Regions from separate parts of the Mus musculus genome. Here regions 1 and 2 are each linked to region 3. The links are chromatin contacts, called in public promoter capture Hi-C maps. All regions are on one chromosome and are shown on one strand. Each heading gives the region's core, a stretch centred on a gene start, on an enhancer-like site or on the middle of the called end of the contact. The rest is flanking DNA. Distances are from core to core; before and after follow the strand shown.

Region 1 (3,654 bases), core at 579-3,078, 280 kb before region 3:
CAGAAGACAGACCCCCTTCTGCTGCCTGCAGATAAAAATGTAGACCTCTCATTTCTGCCTAAACCTTACCATGCTTTCTACCATGATGATATTGAACTGACTCTCTGAAAATGTAAGCCAGTTCCAATTAAATGTTTTCTTTCATAAGGGCTTATCCCTAACTAGCTTACAAGTAAAAGAGGTTCAGACTCGAGGTTATTTCATCTGGCTTTGACAAGTACTGGGGTTCAACCCCTAATTTACTCTTCCTCTAACTGCTTTCTTGGCTACCTTCCCAGTGGTGTACTTCAGATACTTAATGTTTCTCCCAGCCATGTACACCCCCCCCCCATGGCAGCTCATCCTCTTCACCCATTCTTCCTCCTTTTCCTGGCCTCTTTTCCTTCTCTCTCTTCTCCACCCCATACCACCTAACTCAAAAGCCACCTACTTCTAGTCCTTCCAGTAATAGGCTGTACCAAATTTGATTTAACTAATAGTTTTCAATCAAGGAACAAGGTTTGCACAACAGAACCTTTTAAATGTGAGAGGTCCATGGTAAGCTTAGACCTTCAGATATAAAATTTAGTATTACAATACATAGCAACATACCAAACCTCAACACATACACATATTGGAAAACTAACTATGCTCAGAAATGTTAAGTCCTTCTGGTTGTTGGCAATGCCCTTCACTACAGCCATCAGGGGGATGACAGACCACTCATGACCTCATTCTAAACAGACATGCCAATCAAATGTCCAGGTGAATGTACTGCTTGTTGACTCTAGTTTTTCTAAGTTAAGGAATCTGTTCTGATCCCTAGGCAAACACACTCCCTAGAGAAGAAAAATTGGAATGGGATTTTGCACAGTCTCTGCTCTGAAACAGCTTGGCTTTGAATTATTGTGCCTCAGGGAAGTATGAAGACTTTTCTGTAATGCCATTTGTAGCTTTAACTCAAGCATGAACTACACAGGAATAAACCTTCCCACGAAAAGATGGGAATTCTCCATACTCCAAGTTTCCAGTCTAACTTCTTTAATACATCGACCTCATTTTACAGTGATATGAACATATTTCTGATACCTTTGAATTCCAGGAGGAACTATCTCGGTGTTCTGTTTAGGAGAAGTGAGGGAAGTGCAAGGCAGCTACCAGTAATGTTCAAGTATTATCAAATGTGAATGATGACAGGATCAGTGGAGACAGGAAAATCAATAAGGAACATCAAACCAAACACAGAGGGAAATTGAAGAGCCAGTACACACACCATTGTGATCCAAGGAGCTCTGCCCCTCCTCTTGGGAGAGATTCAGAGGAGGAAAGCAAGTGCTCAGAAAACACTTCGTGGTGACTCAGTTTGATTTCTAATTCTGTCTTCAGCACCTGGGATGGTTTTGATAGCATATTAAAGAGATAATGCCCACTCCTACATTAACTTCCTGCTTTCATATTTTAAATAAACAATGAAAGCATGAATTTTCCATTCGGTAGTAATATTCCATAAGTAAATCTGTGCTTTAAAAAACCAAGGGGAAAAAAAAAAAAGAAAGAAAGATCGAAGCTTTAATCTCACAATGTTTTAGCAGAGATAACAAGGAAATGTGATAAACATTACTGTGAAACTCAGCTCACAGGCTAACATCGCTTGCTGTAACCAAAGACTTTTTTAAAAGCCCACTTTCCCTGTGGCTGCCCATGTGCTGCAGCTTAGTTCTTTCCAACTTCAGCTGCCCACAGCTGGACCGCAAGGCAGGCAATGCACAAGACATCTTAGGTGGGGTCCCTGTAAGTCCTTCCAACTGACTTGTGGGAAGTGTAGTCCTGGTTCCTGTTTCGTCATTAGAAAGGGCCATCGGACTCGAACTTCCTTATTCTTCCTTCAAACTTCACTCCTCAAATGTATGCAGTTGTCCTGCTCAGCGCTGCATCTGGATTTCTGAGATGGAGTTCGGTGCAGGGACCAGCGCCTTCTTTCAGGTCTGAGGGGCTGTGCAGGGTGGCAGGTAGGGCACGGAGGGAGCTGGCTCGGGCTTGTTGAGAGGCAGGAAGCTGCTGACCTGGAGATGCTGTGCTGACCTAAGCTGGGCCGCTGCGCCTGGGCACGGGTTTGAAGGGGAGAAGGTTGAAAACAACAGGATGGCAAGGGCAGGCTGGGTCTGCTGACTGCCTGTTCCCGAGATGCTGACGGGAGCGCACTCATCATTACCTAGCTGACCCGTTCTCACGTGACTGTAGTCAGATTCTCAGGGCATACAGAGCACTTGGACTTGTAGCGCCCTCTGTATGTTATGTCCTGGAGACTACTCCTGGTTTGAGCTCAAACAGCTTCCTAAAGTTCCTAGTGTCCAAGGAGCAAGAATCCTGTGAGGGAGGGCAAACTGTTGTGTGGGATGTTAGTTCCTGTTCCTTTGGAATGAATTGTTAGACTCACGGATGCCCTGATTCAAATCACATTTTCTGATAGACACCTTTGTGACCTGAATGCGACAATACATGGCTATAAAACCACAAAATAATCTTGTAGTTGGTATGAACCAGTGTTTGCACAATCCAAATAAATAGGATTTTACACTAAAGATTAAAAATCACTAGACAATAATACCTCAACAGTTCTGAGTATGTGTTGTGTCCAAAATTTTGACTCCTTTTCAGATGTGAGAGACGACTTGGGGTGATGAGAGATCACAGGGTGGCACTGGAAAGTCTGAAAGGGAAGGGGGAAATGCCTCTGCTCATCTGCCAGGCTCTGTGCATTGCTTTCTAATCTGCCAGACTCTGTACATTGTTGTCTCTTCACGTGCTTTTCTTCCTAGAGTTCACGTTATCAGCAGTGTCTGAACTCTTTTAAATTTTCTTTTGTCCCTCAATGTGACATTCAGGTTTAGTGACACACCCTTAATAGTTTTAGAAAGAATTCTCCAATTTTTTCAACTGTATTTGAAAAGCTGTAAGATAGGGAAGGAGAGATGGCTTATTGGTTAAGAGCATGCCTATTCTTCCAAAGGTCCTGAGTTTAATTCCAGCAACCACTTGTTGGCTCCCAACCGTCTATTATTGGATCTGATGTTCTCTTCTGGTATGTCAGCAAAAGAATGCTCATATAAATAAATAAATAAATATTTTGAAAAGTTGTAATATAAATTTCAAAAGCCGTGGCACTCTTGGGGTCTTATGATTTACACATAGTAGGTTTATGTTCATGTAAAAATGCACAGTTCTCCTCTTAAAGGGCTAAGAGAATTGTTTAGTCCACAGCTATTTGAGTAGCCATGATCTAAGAACATAGATTTAGTTTAAACCAAATTCCATACTCCAACATGGAACCAGTTTCATGGTTGTACAGAACAAATAATGTCATTGACCAAGGAAAATTTGAAATACATTGGTGTGAGTCTGATAGAGGCATGCACTATGAGACATTGGAGATATTTTCAATGTCTAAGATACCATCTGATGAGATTTTAGCTTTTGGATTGATAGAAGCTCATGTTCTGCCTAGTCAGTGGATTCTGGGAGGTTTTTATCTATTGTCACAAGCTGTGTGGCCGACTACAGAGTGAGGCAAGGACTGACCCTGAAGGTAAAACCAGCCCAAGGTAAGACAGCTAACCCTAAACCTGCAGAATTCCAGGCTCTGCCTCTCAGTGAACTTCCACGTGGGCCATCAGA
Region 2 (3,710 bases), core at 1,081-3,580, 500 kb before region 3:
ATCTAAGGCTATCAGCTATAACATTACATAACTAAAGTCCAGGAAACCGTGAGAGTGAGTAAACTTGACCACATTGGATTTTTTTTTTTTAATCAAGAGGGAGGAGAAGAAAGCTGTTGCTACGCCACCCCCCCCACACACACACACCTCAAATACCCATTTACAGCATTCCTTCCCTGTTTTATTGAAATGTTCCATTTGTAGCATCAACATTTAGATTTTGATTAAGTGGAAAACTAAGTTTATGAAACAAATGATCTCATAATTTTTTTTGAAAAGCCCCAACGTTGAGTGTATATACTTTCTTCATACAGACTACGGTTTCTAAAGCCTGAAAACCAAGCTTCGAATAAAACAGGCTCAGTGGTTAAACACACAGGAGTCTAAGTTTGTTCTTTGTCCAGCCTTTCCAGATTAGCTTGGGTAAATTCATTAAGACGGCTCCCTGCTGAGCTATGTCCTCTGCTCATTACACAGAGTCTGTTCCCTCTCTTCCTGCTGACACTGACAGACCAGGGACCTAAAATAGATCCTAATTATTTTCCATTACTCCTCTCTGTTCAAAGCTTTGCATGGTTGTTTTGACTGTGAGACCTCATTAACACGGAGCTCATTAAAACCACAGAGAATGGATGAATCCACAAGAACAAAACTTTGGTTGTGGTAAAGGTATAACGGGCACAAGGTATAAACAGGAAATAAATATGAAAGATGCCATTCTAGCTCTCAGTACAGAAACAATGCCACTCAGACAATACAGTAGGTGACAGTGGCTCCCAGGGTTACAGGGGCTTTCATCCATTGATGAAATCCTCACCTTAGGATCCCCAATTATGGACTTAGGGAAGACAGTTTTCTTTGCTCCTCTTCCCAGTGTGGCCATATTAAATCTCTCCCTTTCAGCTTTAAAAAGGGAGGGAGGGAGGGAGGGAGGGAGTGAGGGAGGGAGGGAGGGAGGGAGGGAGGGAGGGAGGGAGGGAGGGAGGGAGGGAGGGGTAAAGAAAGACACACTAGAAGATATTTTAAATTGCCAATAATATTTTTAAAGATTATTTATTTATTTATTTATCGTGTAGTCAGCATTCTTCCTGCATGTATGCTAGCAGGCCAGAAGAGGGCACCAATTCTCACTATAGATGCTTATGAGCCACTCTGAGCCACCATATGGATACTGGGAATTGAACTCTGGACCTCTGGAAGAGCAGCCAGTGCTCTTAAGCTCCGAGCCATCTCTCCAGCCCTGTTAATAATATTTTGAAATGGAGATACCTCAAGTGTCTTGTCATAAGAAGTATCTTGTGGCCTGAACAGGCAGTGACGCTATCTCGGTGGGCATGAGTGATCTCATTAGCATGTGTTATGATAGACTTCAACAAACAACACTGGATTTACATTCAATCTCTTTATAACCATCCTAAAAGATTTGAAAGACAAATGCATATTTCTTATAGAGAAAACATAGCTCCAAGGCCAACAGTTGTTATTCAAGGTCAAAACTCATAAATAAAAGGAAGGAAAACAGGGCTGGTCTGTTTTCTTGAACTTAATCTCCCCCCCCCCCCGCCGCCCCCCGCCACACCCACCTCCCATGCGCAACCGTGTTAAGATTTTTCTTTTTTTTTTTTTTTTCTTTTTTTTATGGCATCTCCACCAGATTTATTTTTAAAGGAATGACCTAAGGGAGAAAAAACTAGGGTACAGAAGTATGGGCTAGAAAATAAATACAAATGTAAGCTGTTTCACTAATTTTATAACCACAAACTTGTACAGAGAATGAGGCCCTCTACAGAACACAACAGGTTCAGACGAGGCGTTCCCTTAACAAGGCTGAAGATCCGGACTCTGGTATTTGACATTTAGGATGCAGTCAGTCCACGCTTTTACCCAGATTTGAAGAGAAGAATGGCCACCTGACCCAGGTAGAAGTAGACGAAGTGTTTGGTTTCGTACGTCACGTAACTACCGAAGTTCCGGCCCACAATGCAGTGCCAGGTGGGGTTGTACTTCTTGTCAAACTCCTTCTTGATATGGGCCGCAATATCCTTCTCTGTGCTGTACTTCTCCAGCGCCTGGATAGCACACCTCACCGAGTCCTGCTGCATCTCTTCCGACATGTCTACAGTTTTTATCACTGCCTTCCGATCGCACATGGTTACCGCGGAGCAGGGGCCAATCGGCCGCTGCGTGCCCCTAGGGAAGATGCTGGCGGTGCTCAAGCAGCAGCAGCAGACAGCCGGTCCCTGCTGAAGCCGAAGCCGTGGCGCATCTCTTAGCTAAATATTTAACTGTATGCGTTTGCTACCTTTTCTTTACCCCTTCAGGAGCCATTTGGTAGGTGGTTTATTTTGTCACAAAAAGCAAGAAACCGCCTCATTGTGACTGCACAATTACCCGCTGACCCTCTGAGGTGGGGAGCCGAACCCTGGAGACCTGGCTTTTCATGAATCAGAAATTCACATGTGTGAGGAAATGCAGTGGAAGCAGCAGACACTGCTGTTGCTTGAGGGAAATATTTTAAATGAACCGGCCTACTCTCCAATAAAATCAAAACTTTTTTTTTTTTTTTTTTTTGGTTTTTCGAGACGGGGTTTCTCTGTATATCCTTGGCTGTCCTGGAACTCACTTTGTAGACCAGGCTAGCCTCTAACTCAGACTCCCGAGTCCTGGGATTAAAGGCGTGCGCCACCACGCCCGGCGCACTGTGTCTATTTCACGAGGGGGAAAAATGAGCGTATTTCCCTAAGAAACTTCAGAAAGACTGATTTAAACACGCGGGACCTGATGAACCTCTAATGGCTTCATCTTAATTAGTTATACCTGTGATGCTCCTGTTTCCAAATACGGGCACACGCCGGAGCTCTGTGTTCATATTCCTGAAAGATTCAATTAACCCATAACATTTGCTGTCATACCTTGCTGACATGTTCGCAGCTGTGTTCACAGACCTGAAGATGGCACTGTGCATCAGCTGAAAACATTCTCAAACCACCCGCAACAGAAAAATCCGCACACTGCCCACAGCCCTGGCTAATACATGAAATTATATAAAGATTCAGATCATATTTCAATTTGAATTGGATGTACCTACGTTACCATTTTTCCCCCCATTTTACTTATTTGAAGCTTCTGGTTAATTGCAAGTTCCCAGACAAGGTTAAGAGAGCAAGATTTACCCACAGATATGCAAGAAAAATTTCCGAGCCTTTGCAAGTGACTCATGCCTGATACCCCCAACTTTATAACTACTATAAGCTCTTAGTTCTTATCATTTCTCAGCAGTAAATGGGGCCACTGATTAGCAGAAAAGAGCAATCTTCCTGGCTTTGGCAGCCCATTCAACTAATCACAGTACTTGGGAGGCAGAGGCAGGTGGATGGATCTCTGTGAGTTCAAGGCCAGCCGGGTCTACAGAGCCAGTTTTAGGACAGCTGGGGCTACAGAGAAAACCTATGTCAACAGAAACAAAACAGAACAAAACAAACAAACCAAAAACAAAGAGGAGGAGGAGGAGAGGAGGAGGAAGAGGAGGAAGAAGAGGAAGAGGAGGAGGAGGGAGAGGAGGAGGAAGAGGAAGAGGACAGACAGAAATAACAAATCTCTTCCCCATTCTGGGCCCCTTTTCCTTTCTAACTTTTACATTTAAAAACAAAGAGTTAATAGCAATTTAAGCACTTATTAATGTTTAATATGTTCACTATGGCACAGAATTC
Region 3 (3,848 bases), core at 151-2,650:
TCAAATCCCTCCAGTAATTGGCTGTAGCCAATTTGATTTATCCAGTAGTTTTAAATCAAGGAACAAGGTTTACACAACAGAACCTTGTAAATGTGAGAAGTCAGTAGAGAGTCTAGACCTTTGAGTAGAGAATTTAGCATAACAAAACATAGCAACACACCGAACCTCAACACATACACATATTAGAAAACTTGCTATGCTCAGAAATTCTGTCCTTGTGGTTGCTGACAATGCCTTCCACTGCAATATTCAGGAGGAGGACAGACCACTCATGACCTCATTCTAAACAGACATGCCAATCAAGTGTCCAGGTGAATGTACTGCTTCTTGACTCTAGTTTCTCTAAATCGAGGAAGGTGTTCTGCATCCATAGGTAAACACACTCCCTGACAAAGAACTCAATAGGGACTCTGCACAGTCTTTGCTCTGAAACAGCTTCCTTTTGAATCATAATATATCAGGGAAGTATGAAGCCTTTTCTGCAATGGGGTTTGTAACTTTGACTCAAGCTTGAACTTCACAGGAATAAACCTTCCCAAGAAGAGATGGGAATTCTCAATATTGTATGTTTCCAGTGTAACTTCTTTAATATACCGACCTCATTTGGCAATGCTATGAACATATTTCTGATACCTTTGTATTCAAGAAGGAATTATCTCGGTGTTCTGCTTCGGAGAAATAACGGAAGTTCAAGGCGGATACCACTGATGTTCAAATATTGCCAAATATGAACGATGACAGGCTCACATGAGAGACGGAGAATTCAATACGGAACATCAAACCTAACACAGGCAGAAATCCTATAATACAAAATGGACCAAGAGTTAGGACATACACCACTGCGATCCCAGGAGCTCTGCTCCTCCTCTTGGGAGAGATGCAGAGGAAAGCAAGTGCTCAGAAAATACCTGATGGTTGCTGGCTTTGAATTCTAAGTCTTTTGTCTTAAGCACCTGATATGCTGCGTAGCAGGCAGGGTCACCAAGGATGGTTTCAAGAGCACCTTAAATTAGCTCTTGCTTCCATATTTTTAAGTAAAGCAAGTCATGAAAGTGCGAGTTTTCCATGTGGTAGTAAGATAGTTTAAAATCACGGTGTTCTAGCAGAAATAACTAAGAAACCTGATAAACATCACTGTGAAAGGGTCGACTCACAGGCTAACATTGCGTGCTGGGACCACAGAACTTTAAATGAATCCAAATGCCCTGTGACTGCCCAAGTGCAGAAGACTGTTTCTTCCCAACTTCAAGGAATCACAGTCAGGATACCAGCAGGTGAACAACCCAGTTCTGTGGGTTCATGGAAGTTCTTCGCACTGATTTGTGGGAAATGTAGTCCGGATGCCTGTGACGTCATCAGAAGGCTGGCCGTTGCTATCAAACTTCCGCATTTGATTTTCAAACTTAACTTCTCCCCAGAGTTAGGCGTCTGTCCTGTTGAAACCTTCGTTTGGATCTCTGACATGGAGGTTGGTGCAGGGAACACCGCAACCTTGCAGATCTGAGGGACTGTGCAGGGTGGCGTATCGGGCACGGAAGGAGCTTATCTGGGCTTGTTATGAGACAGGGCAAGCTGCTGACCTGGAGATGTTGTGCTGACCTAGGCTAGGGAAGAAAGTTGGAAACAACAGGATGGCAAGGGCAGGCTGGGTCTGCTGACTGCTTATTTCTGAGATGCTGAAAGGAGCGCACTCATCTTTACTGGGGAAATATGCTCTGCCTAGCTGACCCGTTCTCACGTGGCTGTAGTCAGATTCTCAGGAGATTTAGAACACTTGGACATCTAGCGCCTCCTATACTCTGTGTTCTATCTAGTACTGGAGTTTGACTTCACAAATCTTCCTAAAGTTCCTAGTGCCAGGGACAAAGAGTCCCGTGAGGGTGATTGTTGTGTGGAATGTTAGTTCCTTTTCCTTTGGAATAAAGTGTTAGATTTATGGATGCCTCGGGTTGAATAAGAACTCAGGATGTATAATCCTGTACCTGAATCACCACAATACATGGCTGTATAGCCACAGAGTAGTCCTGTAATTGATATGAACCAGTGTTTGCACAATCCAAATAATTATGAATTTTGCCCTTCTGCTAAAAAAAAAAAACACTAGACAATAATACTCAACAATTCTTAGTATGTGTTCTGTCCAAAATTTGGACTCCTTCTCAGATATGAGAGATGACTTGGTGAGATGAGAGAAATGGAACTCATGATCTCTGGAAGGGACTGGAATGTCTCTGAAAGAGAAAGGAGATGGCCCTCCTCTGGTCACATGATTTTCTTCTGTCTGTTCACATTATCAGAAATATCTAAATTCTCTTAAATGCACTCTGTCCCTGTATCTGGCACCCAGCTTTACTGCTGCTCACTGGACATTTCTAGAATGATTTCCTCATGTTTTCCTGTGGTTGTAAGAAAAATTCAGAAAGCTCTGGCACACTTGGGGTCTTATAATTTTCACATAGGTTCCTGTCCATGCAAAATGCAGTTCTCCTCTTAAAGGGTTAAGAGACAGTTTAGTCAGCCTTTTGAGTGGCCATTATCTGAGAATACAGACTTAGGTTAATCCAAATTCTGTGCTTCAACACAAGGCAGTTTCATGGTTTTACAGAACAGAGAATGTCATTAACCAAGGAAAATTTAAAATACATTGGTGTGTGTCTCATAGAGTCATCGGAGATATTCTATTTACCTAAGATACCATCTGATGAGGTTTTAGCTTTTGGACTGATAGAATTTCATGTTCTGCCTTGTCAGTGGATTCTGAGAGGTTTTTTATCTATTGTCACAAGCTGTGTGGTCCACTATAGAGTGAGGTAATGACTGTCCCTGAAGAGAAAACCAACCCAAGGTAAGACAGCTAACCCTGAACCTGCAGAATTCCAGGCTCTGCCCCTCCGTGAACTTCCACATGGGCCACCAGTGTCTGCACACAAAGACTCCTTGTAAGAGTTTTGCATTCACAGAGTACACACAGGTTTTTGTGTGTGTGTGTGTGTGTGTGTGTGTGTGTGTGTGTGTGTGTGTGTTTTGCAGGGTTTCTCCTCCACAGCTCCTATCACTATTTTCAGTGATCTTGCTTATATTGTCACTCCTCAGTCCAATTGAGTGTTAGTGAGCCGGAGCCTGGCTTATGGCATTGAAGTCTACTCCCAGAAAGCATGGGCTTCAGACAACCTTGTTCTACTAATGGGATTTTCAATGAGTTTCTTGCCATATCTAGAGTAATAGATATTTCCTAATAAATGTTGCTAAACTGTAGGAAAATTATGAGTATATGAAGTTGGAATCTTGTGCTGCCTTGTACATCAAAACATGTTCCTTACAATGTAGAGAGGGTACAGCCGCATGCTATATATAACTTCCAGGTACCAAATATTCATATATATTTTAAATTAAACAGCTCTATGGCAGATAAGTGAACTTAAGCCTAGTCTGTAACTCATTTCTGACAGCTCTGCTTTTTGAGGAGGAGTCAGGAATCCTGGGGTTCAAAATCACCCTCTCCTTCATAGTCAATTCATTGTGAGCCTAGGCTATTTGAGACACGTGGTTTAAAAAGAATATTAAAACGTAGGGTTTTTTTTTTAATGTGGTAATTACTTCTTCTGGTTGGTCTCAGTTCTGAGCACCAGTGACCTGACAGAAATCCATCCAATTCACTTCTTCTAATTATGACAACTTACAAATGTGCTTTAAGAAGTTGTATCAGATATATTTGAAATCTTAAATCCAAATTCCACTAGCATCCTTCTGTTAATGACTAGTGTTTGGGGATTAGAAACTTGTTTCCACTGACTGTGTGGGAAAGGATTCCCCTCTTTGCCTGGCTTGAGTATTCCTCTGTATTTGCA

The links. Promoter capture Hi-C pulls out the DNA fragments that hold promoters and counts their contacts. Capture Hi-C pulls out chosen DNA fragments and counts their contacts.
Region 1: a promoter capture Hi-C map of liver shows a contact between it and region 3, with 3 times the contacts expected there. The contact joins the promoter of Zfp729a here to the promoter of Zfp953 in region 3. A contact is called at or near these places in 1 of 39 promoter capture datasets (pre-B cells), 1 of 484 Hi-C or Micro-C datasets (the N1E-115 cell line) and 3 of 9 other capture datasets (adipose tissue, liver and pancreatic islet).
Region 2: a promoter capture Hi-C map of embryonic stem cells shows a contact between it and region 3. The contact joins the promoter of BC048507 here to the promoter of Zfp953 in region 3. A contact is called at or near these places in 10 of 39 promoter capture datasets (the 3T3-L1 cell line, the HPC-7 cell line, cranial neural crest and 4 more) and 1 of 115 datasets of contacts at active chromatin or transcription factors (embryonic stem cells).

Annotation. Positions count from the first base shown.
Region 1 is chr13:67,635,955-67,639,608 of GRCm38.p6, reverse strand. Zfp729a (zinc finger protein 729a) reads left to right here and starts at 1,828. Exons shown (of 4, transcript NM_183146.4): 1 at 1,828-1,962. The coding sequence starts at 1,927.
Region 2 is chr13:67,861,946-67,865,655 of GRCm38.p6, reverse strand. It overlaps BC048507 (cDNA sequence BC048507), which reads right to left and starts at 2,330. Exons shown (of 1, transcript NM_001001185.3): 1 at 1,733-2,330. The coding sequence starts at 2,150. The coding sequence ends at 1,881.
Region 3 is chr13:67,358,124-67,361,971 of GRCm38.p6, reverse strand. It overlaps Zfp953 (zinc finger protein 953), which reads left to right and starts at 1,400. Exons shown (of 4, transcript NM_001038651.3): 1 at 1,400-1,468. The coding sequence starts at 1,463. Gm17039 (predicted gene 17039) reads right to left here and starts at 1,307. Exons shown (of 2, transcript NR_167764.1): 1 at 909-1,307; 2 at 1-800.